Linked DNA regions of Zea mays: regions 2 and 3 are each linked to region 1. The links are chromatin contacts, called in public Hi-C maps. All regions are on one chromosome and are shown on one strand. Each heading gives the region's core, a stretch centred on a gene start, on an enhancer-like site or on the middle of the called end of the contact. The rest is flanking DNA. Distances are from core to core; before and after follow the strand shown.

Region 1 (3,053 bases), core at 412-2,911:
TCCGATCGCCATCCAACAGTGACGCTAGGATGCAACCGAAACGATATTCGACGACCTAATCTCGTGCGTTCATCTGGTATCCAACGGTTACCGCGCCATACCCACGCCACCAGGTACCCCCGCACGGCGGAGCAAGACCCCCCCACGACGGTGTGCTCGCTGAAGTTCGACAAACCCGCGACCGACGCTCTACTTCACAGCTAATCCCGAGATTTATAAAGAGTAGGGATAAGCGAGCTTGATGGCGACATTCTCACCGACAATTATTGCCCAGGTAGTGCTGGCCACAGCGGAGAGCGAGTGAACGGCGGAACCTTTCCTCCGACGACAAATTCACACCAACCCGGCCACGAAACTTGTGTGGCGAGACCACGGACACCGACAGAGTGTTGAGGCGAAGCTCCCTGAATGGCTTGGGGTAGCCCGACGTCGGCGGTCACGTGCTTCAGCGACGGCGGAAACTGCGGCAACGACGGTTCTCTGTCTCTATTCTCCTAGGGCACGACTAGCTCTGGGTTTGGGGGGGGGGGGGTCGCAGCGCCACGGGTTTTATATGCGCCAACCCCGAAGTTCGAGCAGGAGGGGGAAATGACTCCGCGAGATCCCCGTAGGATCCAGCGGCGCGGCGCGGTCCCGTCGGGAGGTAGTTGACGACTTCTGAGCAAGAGGGCCACCAACCAGCGAGACACGAGCTTCCGTATCAACACTGGTGGGAGGCTGGGGGATGGGCCAGGTGCGTAAGTGACTCGGCATGGCTGAGATCCCGTTTTGCTGACGGGTGGGACCCTGTTGTCAGTGTGTGTCGCGTAGCAAAAGGTGGGGAGGACGGAGTGGGCCGCGATGGTATGCCAAGTTGGGCCCTGGGATGAGGAAGCCGACCCAACCGAAGGTAAGCTTTTTCTTTATTCTTTCTTTATTCTTTTTCTTCAAAATTCCAAATTTAAAGGTTCAAACCAAATTTTAAATTCCTATTTTGCACTTTCAATTTTCCCCAAGTGCCAAAATTAATAATAATGTGATTATAACCTCTAATATTATTTATTTAGTATTTTCCTTGTTATGTACTTATGGGAGGAATGAATGGTTGCATTAGAATTCCTTTTCTCATTTTTTCATTTTATGTCTTTATTTAAAATTGGAGGTCTAATTTAAGGTATGGTTTTGATAAAGTGCGTCACACAAAATTATAAACAAGAGATTCATCCTTCTTTGTTTGTTTACTGGTTGCTCCACCTCCACTACTTCAATATTATTGATAGATTATAATAAGGAAGGATCCTAATGAAATTTTCAAAGGTTTCAACAATTCCCAAATTACCATGATAAATATATTTCTTTATTTATTCTACTATTATTATTATATATTTTTTATCAATTTTGGGCTTTACATCCATAAGTGTAGGATCGAGTGAAAAAAGTTTTCCTTTTACATTTTCTTATGGCCTGACCCGAGCACAATATTGGGCTAACTTTGTTGGCTCGCGCCCAACTGACGGCCGTGTTGGATCGGGCTTTTTATTGGGTTAGGTTGGTCCTGGGCCACTAGGGAGCCGAAGGAAAAGCTCGGCCGGTCGGGCGGGCGGGCCTCGGGGGAGCCGGTGGAATTCGACGACGAAACTCCGTCACGTCATTCCTATGCGCCTCCCGTCTGGCCGTCTTCCAGACGTCTCCAATCGGAGCTCCCAGCGTCTCGGAGAAGAGGAGCAGCACGGCACGGCAGCTGTGGCGAGGAAGGCTCTTGTCCTGTCCCATCCCAACCCAGCAGCCGTCCAAGGAGGAGGAGATCCAATCGGCGTGCAGGCGTCCACCGTCCATCCATCGATCCAATTCCAATCTGCAGGTGAGCAGCTCGTTGAGATTCCCAATCAACAGCTCGAATCGCCTGCTCTCCCATCCTATTGAATGAAACTATGGTATAGAATTGGTTTGCCTAGTTATTATCTCGAATTAATTTGTAAAGATCTCCACTTTGGTTCGATTTGATTGTTTCTTCAACTAGTGGCATATTGTTCTGCTTCTTACGTGATTCCATTAGGCCTCTGCGTCGCGGCTTGTTCGTGGAGGAGAGGTTGCTGTGGAACCCGCCGCCAGTTAGCCATGTCGTCCTCCGTGCTGAGGGCTGCGGCCGACAGGGCTATTCGCAGGCAGGCCCTCACGCTGACGGACGCCGCGGCGTCCAGGATCCGGCAGCTCCTCAGCCTCAGGCAGCGGCCATTCCTGCGGCTCGGCGTCAAAGCGCGTGGTTGCAACGGCCTCTCGTACACGCTCAACTATGCCGGTATACTTACCGCTTCCTTATTGCACGGATCAACTTCCTGCACCAGTTTTCCATTGTTTCACATTAACAACATCCGATTTCATCCACAACAGAAAGAGAGGGAAATGGATAAAGTGATAAGCTTATGTTATGTTACACATCTTGCTTAATACTGCCCCGGTCATCTAATATGCAGAATTATGTATAATATCCTTCATTGCGAATTGTTACTTCTGTTGGATCATGATGATTTCAGTTCAGTCATATACCATGTTTGTGTTCTTACCATTTCGCTTTTATTTTCGTTACTGTTCAGTTGTATGTCGGTGTGCCAGTTTAATTACCAGAATATTCACAATACCCTTTGATGGATCTATAAGTGGATCAAAGGGGGGCTAAATAATTGGAAGGTAGAAAATTTATGAGTCATAAACTAAATAAACAACTTAATAGATGTAATGATGAATAGAAATAATAGGATACATTTAAAATGATCGGGGTGACATATAACATAGTGTTTCTTGTGGACAAAAAGCACTTTAGTATTTTTTTATCTTCCATGGATGTAAACAAATGTCACTCTATGTAGCAATTTAGAATCAATTATTCATGCCAAAAAATTGGAATTGGCAATCAAAGTGGGATGAACATGAACTGAAGTTCTAGACCATAGAACATCCTGTACCTCATTGGCTCACTGCAGCAGCTAGCATACCAACAGATGGGGGATGAGAGCGGCGGTCGCCTGGCCGGCTAGACACCTGCCCGACGCCACCTAGGGATGTTATTCCCTTTG
Region 2 (3,053 bases), core at 268-2,767, 200 kb before region 1:
ACCAAAACTTTTCAAAAAGCTGGACCAATCCAGAGAGACACCATTAAAAATACATATACTTTAACCAAAATGATAGATGAAGGTTGATTTCAAGGAAGAAAGCCACTGAGTCCCAATATCTATCTATTTTTTGGCGGCACTACACCATCGGAGGCGTTTATTTTTCCATATCATCCACTGGAATCACAAAACATATATGGTGCAATTGGAGGGACACAACATGCCTTGAGTAGGTTCATTCAGAAATTTGGCTGTGGTTTGGGAGATAATTCAGAAATTCACAGGTTACACAGCTTGGTTGGGTCACTGGAGGATATGAAATCAATAGTTCAGCATTAATCCACACATATCGACAATGATTTAGTCCCTAATTCCATGGGACCTTAGTCAGGTGATGCACAAGCTTCCTAACACAGAAATGTAACAAGTTTGTGATTTTGCAGCCATATTATTTTCTTGCTAAAGAAATATATGGAAATATCCTGTACTTTGACAGGTAGTTTGCCATCTGGAACTTTTCACTAGCTATTTATGAAATTATTATGATCGATCAGAACAGAATGGACTGCACAACTGCTATGTTTCTTATTGGTGATGGATTCGTGGACAAAACAACGAGAACATCAGCTTGCCACAATCGGTAGACCTCTGTGCAAAACATACAACTTACCGCAGGGAGGGGTCAGGAGTAGCTGAGCAGGAGTACTTCGAAAGTGAAGGCAGATCCGTAAGTGGTTTCCGAAATGCAAATTGACTTGGCTGAGTCTAGGACGGCGAGAAGTAAACTAGCAGGCCCGATACGATCGCCGCGTTCCAGTAGGTAAATACATACAAGCATAACACGGGAGCGAATCACCCCAGCCGACCGGAGATAGTAAGAAGGCCAGACGGATCTGGCGAGGCGAAGAGACGGATCTGGCGAGGCGAAGAGACAGATCTGGGGGCGAGGACGAGAGATCTAACCAGAACTTGAACTCGGGGAGGCGCCTGATGAATGGCTTGAACTCGTCGGACCCCCGGGTGGGCAGCGCCGGCCCCTCGGAGGCGGCGGAAGGGTCGAGCTCGGGGTCGACCATGGGGGAGAGGAAACCGATGAGGAGGTTGAGAAGGTAGATCCCGAGCCCGTAGGTGACGATGTAGAAGCCCTGCACCATGTAAACCCGCAGCGCGTAGATGGCCGCGGCGGCGAGCGTGCCGAGCCACCGCCCCGTGGCGTGAGGCGTCGAGCGGTCCAGGTAGTACTGGAACGCCCGCGACGCGTCGCTCCGCCACTTGGCCGCCGCGGCCACGGCGCCGCCGGCGCCGGCGCCGGACGAGTCGCCGCCCTCCATCGGCGACGAGGTGAGGGACGAGGAGACTTGGTCCGGCTCGGCTCTTCCGGTAGCCAGCGCCGTTTACTTGCAGCTCAGCGTACGCTCGGTTGTCAGGACTTGGAACGGGACGGGCGTCGCATCACCGTTGCCGAGGGTTTTTGGATGGGAACGTACATGTGCAAACTAGAGCAATGGGTCAAGTTCGGATCTTGTGGAGCAAAAAACTATCAAAACTCGCATATGATTGTATCTACGGGTGTAATTCTAAACCCGTATTAGTCGAGTTTCGGCTGGGTTTCAGATTACTTGCGGGTTTTAACGAGTGTATGATTTTAAACAATAATTCAGCAATAAACGATTAAGTAGAAGCAATAGTTGAGTTATATGTATGAATTTAAGATTTTTCACGTTGAGTAGAAACAAATCATTTCATGAATCATTAGCCAAGTTATTTATTTAAATAGTTATTATTGTTTCTTAATTATTTTTGTGTAAAATAAAGAATGAACAAAATTTCAAGTCGGGTGCTGATCACCCGCGTTGAAATAGAAAACTGTACCTACACCCGCGAAACTTTGGATTTGGTGCGGGTTGAACCGAGTTGGCTCATTAACGAACCGAACTAAGATGTTAGCTCAGCTCGTGAAAAAATTAAACAAAGCGATCTGAGCCAAGTCTAGGCCCAGCTGACCATGAACAGAGCGAGCCGATGAACCATGAGCATTTCGTCCAGTTCAAGCAGTAGGTGATGGAAGATCCTTTCTCCTGTGGACGGATGTCTGGAACAACTGCCATATGGCCTTTGAGTTTCCCGACCTTTTTACCTACGCCCAAAATCCGAGCTGCACCCTTCAGCAATATCTTGCAAACCCATATGTTCACGAGGTGTTTCACACGTCTCTCTCTCTTCGCAGACTAGTGAAGAATATTTTATGTTCTAGAATAAAGTCCATGCCATATCTAGCACGATGAATGAGATCGACGAATGGTTGATTGGGGCAAGGGGTGGAATTGTACCTTTCTGTATTGGGAAGGTCTACAGTTTTCCTTTTTAGTGCATTACCCCATCCTCTTTCATTTGGAATTGAAAATCCAAGGTGTGCAAGAAAATCAAAATCTTCATATGGCTTTTATTGAGGGACAGGCTTATCTCAAGAAATATGCTTAAAAGAATAAATTGTCCGTTGGAAGGTGGTGATTTTTGTTGTGTCATGTGCCCACTTCAGTGTGAAGAAACACAACATATCACCTTTTATTTCAGTGTCCCTTCAGCAAACCTGTTGGGATCACCTGAGGATGCCTTAGAATCACTCAGATAGCTTATTTCAAATGTTGCATATTGCTCGTGATTCGTTTGGATTTACGTTCTTCGTGGAAGTTTTCTCGTTGGCTGCTTGGGAGATTTTGAAGGAAAGAAATGGCAAGATTTTCATAGGAGAAGCACCATCCTTCAATTCCTAGAAGGAGAAGTTCATGAATACTCTCAAGCTGAATTCCCTTAGGGCCTGTTTGTTTGGTCTGAATTGGAATTTGATTCCAGGACAAACCTGTTTGGCTGCACCTGAAATTGGAAATCAATATTCCACTCACTTTCCTAACCTGAATCTGAAGCTCACGAGAGATTCCTACCTCCTGAAGACGGAAAATGATTCCTCTCCCCCACCTGACGCCTCGTCCGTCCGTCCTGACTGGTTCTGCACCCCTTCAGGTACTCAGGAAGAGGCGACGGAGGCGTACGAC
Region 3 (3,053 bases), core at 206-2,705, 170 kb before region 1:
TGGTGCACCACCGGACAGTCCGGTGATTTATAGCCGTACACCGCCGTCAAAGCCCGAGAGCAGCAAGTTCGCCAGAGCCAGTCTGGCGCACCGGACACTGTCCGGTGCGTCACCGGAGAGTCCGGTGCACCCAGACTGCGCAGACTCTTAGCTGCTTAGCCAAGTCTTTTCCAAATTGGTCTTTTTCTGTTTCTAGCACTTAGACACAAGATGTTAGTCTCCAAAACAATGTACTAAGTCTTAGAAACATACCTTTAGACTTGATTTGCACTTTGTCCATCACTTTGCATAGATTATCACAAATCCACTTGTGTTGGCACTCAATCACCAAAATACTTTGAAAGGGAAATGTGCCCTTGGGCCATTTCTAGAAAAGACTGCTTAGTCCTCGATTGCTTGCCTTACGGTCAACCGTAAATGTCAGAGGCGTGAATGTAATTTTGTCCAGGCTGCATCCTGTGCCCAGGGGCGAAGCTACACTATAGGTAGCGGATGCAAATGCACCCCAAAAAACACAAAATCTATAGAATTGGTTAAAATTTCACCATATAGGCACCCATAAAATAAATTCCTATGCATCCACAAGTCAAATGCACCACCCTCAATTTTGCTCTAGCTTCGCCACTGCATGTGCCTATAAATAGATGAACAGTAACACCGTACTGTTCACGCTGAATTGTAATTACTCTTACGTCACGCCCGACTTTTCGCCTTCTGTCAAGCCGAAGATACAAATGTAATATAATTATTATTGATGTCTATTCATGTTTATAAAATAAGAATATAAATAATCTAATGATTTGGAATAATTATTTATATTCTTTTTGTGTTTCATATATCTATGTTACGTCTTTGCTCACTGAAATGATGAAGGTATATCCTTCATGACCTTCGTTTGAAGATCATTATATCTTAAGGGAAATAATGTTTCGAAAGACGAAGGTCTCTAATCGTTAACAATTGTGTTGCTTTGTTTTTAGTACGTAGCATCCGATAACAAGGACCAACAATATCGGATGGCTAACTGTGACGACAGCCAGATTCCTAAAGTAGCCTCCGGGCTCCGGCAGAGGTGGGCGTCGTCGGCCGTCGGGCTGCTTCACGTCTGCCAACTTGGGTTTGTAGTGGGACTTTGAGATGGGCTTGGATTGGGCTACTGGGCTGAGCTGAAGACGAGTTGGGTTAACCTGCTCCTTGTGTTTGTGGCCTACAACGGCCCAGAAGGACTATTTATTTATTCATTCACGAAAGCCGGAAGTACACGAGCTTAACGCGGCAAGGTCATAACATGAGTGTGTAGGATGAACAAAGTTTTACCGGTCCAAACTTGTATAGTAGGTCCACGTTTATTTGTTCGTAAAAGCAATGTGAGGGTGAAAGGCGCTAGTATCTTTCCACACCTACAAGTTAACATTATACATTAGCCTCATGTGATCATAGATGCCATGGTACGGATGTGCCGTGGCGTGTCGCTTTCGCTCACCATCACCATCTGCACACCACCATCTATATATATGAACAATCTAGGCCCTACTTGTTTCAGGGGCTTCTTTGGAACATAAGAATTGAAATATATAGAAACAAGAAAAATGTAGGAACGATATAGAACTACACGTGTAAAATAGATGGTTGAAAAATGTAGTAGTATTGAGTGGAAGGTTGTTTGGTTGAGTCAAAGGATTGAAGAAAAGAGCTTTGACTGGATATTTGTTTTTCTACGGTTTTTTTTATCAGAAACATATGACAAAGAAGTCTTTCCTCCAAATTTCCTTAGGCTCAATCCTACGAACCACAGGATGCTACAATGACAGTTCCTATGAAAATCCAAATACTGTATTTTTTCTATGAAATTACCTTGATCCAAAGGAGCCCTAGATGCATATCGTGGCCGCCAGAAATTGCTAAGGACCGGCAAACATAGGACTGGAAAAAAAACTCGAGGCTCGCAAGTCAGCTCGTCCACGCTTAGTCTAAGCTCGGAGAGGCTCGCGAGCTTGAGCGAGTCTAAGTCGAGCATACTTTTGTGGCTCGCTCAAAAAGCGAGTCGAGCCGAGTTTGAGCAAGCTCGAGCCGACTCGCGAGTCAACCTAATGACATGATGCTATTTTGTTACATTATTACACTATTATGTTACCAATTTTTTTTCTTATTTTTATGTTTCAATGCTAGATATAGTTTTAAAAATTTGTTGGATTTTTTTATATATTTATTATTTTATATATAATAAAAATATACAATTTATGTTCTAAACGAGACTTAGTGTAGCGGCTCGCGAACCGGCTCGAGCCTGAACGAGTCCATGCCAAGCCTAATCGTCGAGCCCGTAATGTGAACGAGCCAAGTCGAGCCTGGCTCTAGCCAAACGTCTAACTTTTCAGCTCGTTTCTATGAGAATTGTTTTGGTGAAAATCGTCCAAAGTCAACGTGAGCACACAATCGGTCAAGTCGTCTTACTTCCTAGATCCTAAACTCTATGGCGAAAGGGCCTCTAACCTAGTGGTTAAGGATTTCGAGTAGCACCTCCAAGTATCTGGTTCGATTCCCCTCGAGAGCGATTTTTCGGGCTTGGTTAAAAAAATCCCTTCGTAATGTCTCATCCCCTCTCGGGTTACGATATCTTGTACACCACTCTTCCGTTGGGTCGTTGCAGAGTGGACGGTTGACATCGACCCGTTAATGATGGGAGACCAGGGTTTGGAGATTTATCGGTCGTCTTCTTAATATTATATATCGGGAGGCCGTCAATCCCTCTCTAACCAAGTTTAGATCTTAAACTCTGTGGAGCCTTCATCTTTCTCTGCATAGAATCCTCGTGATATTTAGATTTTCTTCGTAGTCAGATTATCAAAAAAAGTCCAAACTTTTCAGAAGAGACCTCTAGTCTACCTAACTTCATGACTTTAAGATATGAACAAAACAATCAATTAGTCCTCTAATGTCTAATTCATCGTAGTCGTGATTTCGAGTGGTGTGATAGCAATCAAAACTGAAAGGCGTAAAAAGAAAAAAAACAATAAGGTATTTAATTTATTTTTCTAGGCGCGTTTCGCTAA

What was found. A called contact is a pair of places that touch in the nucleus more often than the background predicts.
Region 2: a contact with region 1 is called in a Hi-C map of tassel, with 3 times the contacts expected there. The contact joins the promoter of LOC100283798 here to the promoter of LOC100280739 in region 1. A contact is called at or near these places in 4 of 25 Hi-C or Micro-C datasets (ear, leaf, leaf mesophyll and 1 more).
Region 3: a Hi-C map of ear shows a contact between it and region 1, with 4 times the contacts expected there. The contact joins the enhancer-like site here to the promoter of LOC100280739 in region 1. A contact is called at or near these places in 3 of 25 Hi-C or Micro-C datasets (ear, leaf and tassel).

The regions. Positions count from the first base shown.
Region 1 is chr8:7,840,751-7,843,803 of Zm-B73-REFERENCE-NAM-5.0, reverse strand. LOC100280739 (HESB-like domain-containing protein 2) reads left to right here and starts at 1,661. Exons shown (of 4, transcript NM_001155722.1): 1 at 1,661-1,840; 2 at 2,036-2,278. The coding sequence starts at 2,098.
Region 2 is chr8:8,045,570-8,048,622 of Zm-B73-REFERENCE-NAM-5.0, reverse strand. LOC100283798 reads right to left here and starts at 1,517. Exons shown (of 3, transcript NM_001156697.2): 1 at 964-1,517. The coding sequence starts at 1,331.
Region 3 is chr8:8,014,788-8,017,840 of Zm-B73-REFERENCE-NAM-5.0, reverse strand. No RefSeq gene overlaps it. Among protein-coding and RNA genes, the nearest start is that of LOC100283798, 31 kb to the left of the region's middle. Within about 2 kb of position 1,455, at least 17 of the 20 cell types and tissues checked have an H3K27ac peak or open chromatin away from gene starts, as enhancers often do. A contact at or near this core is called in ear, leaf and tassel, where this site is marked.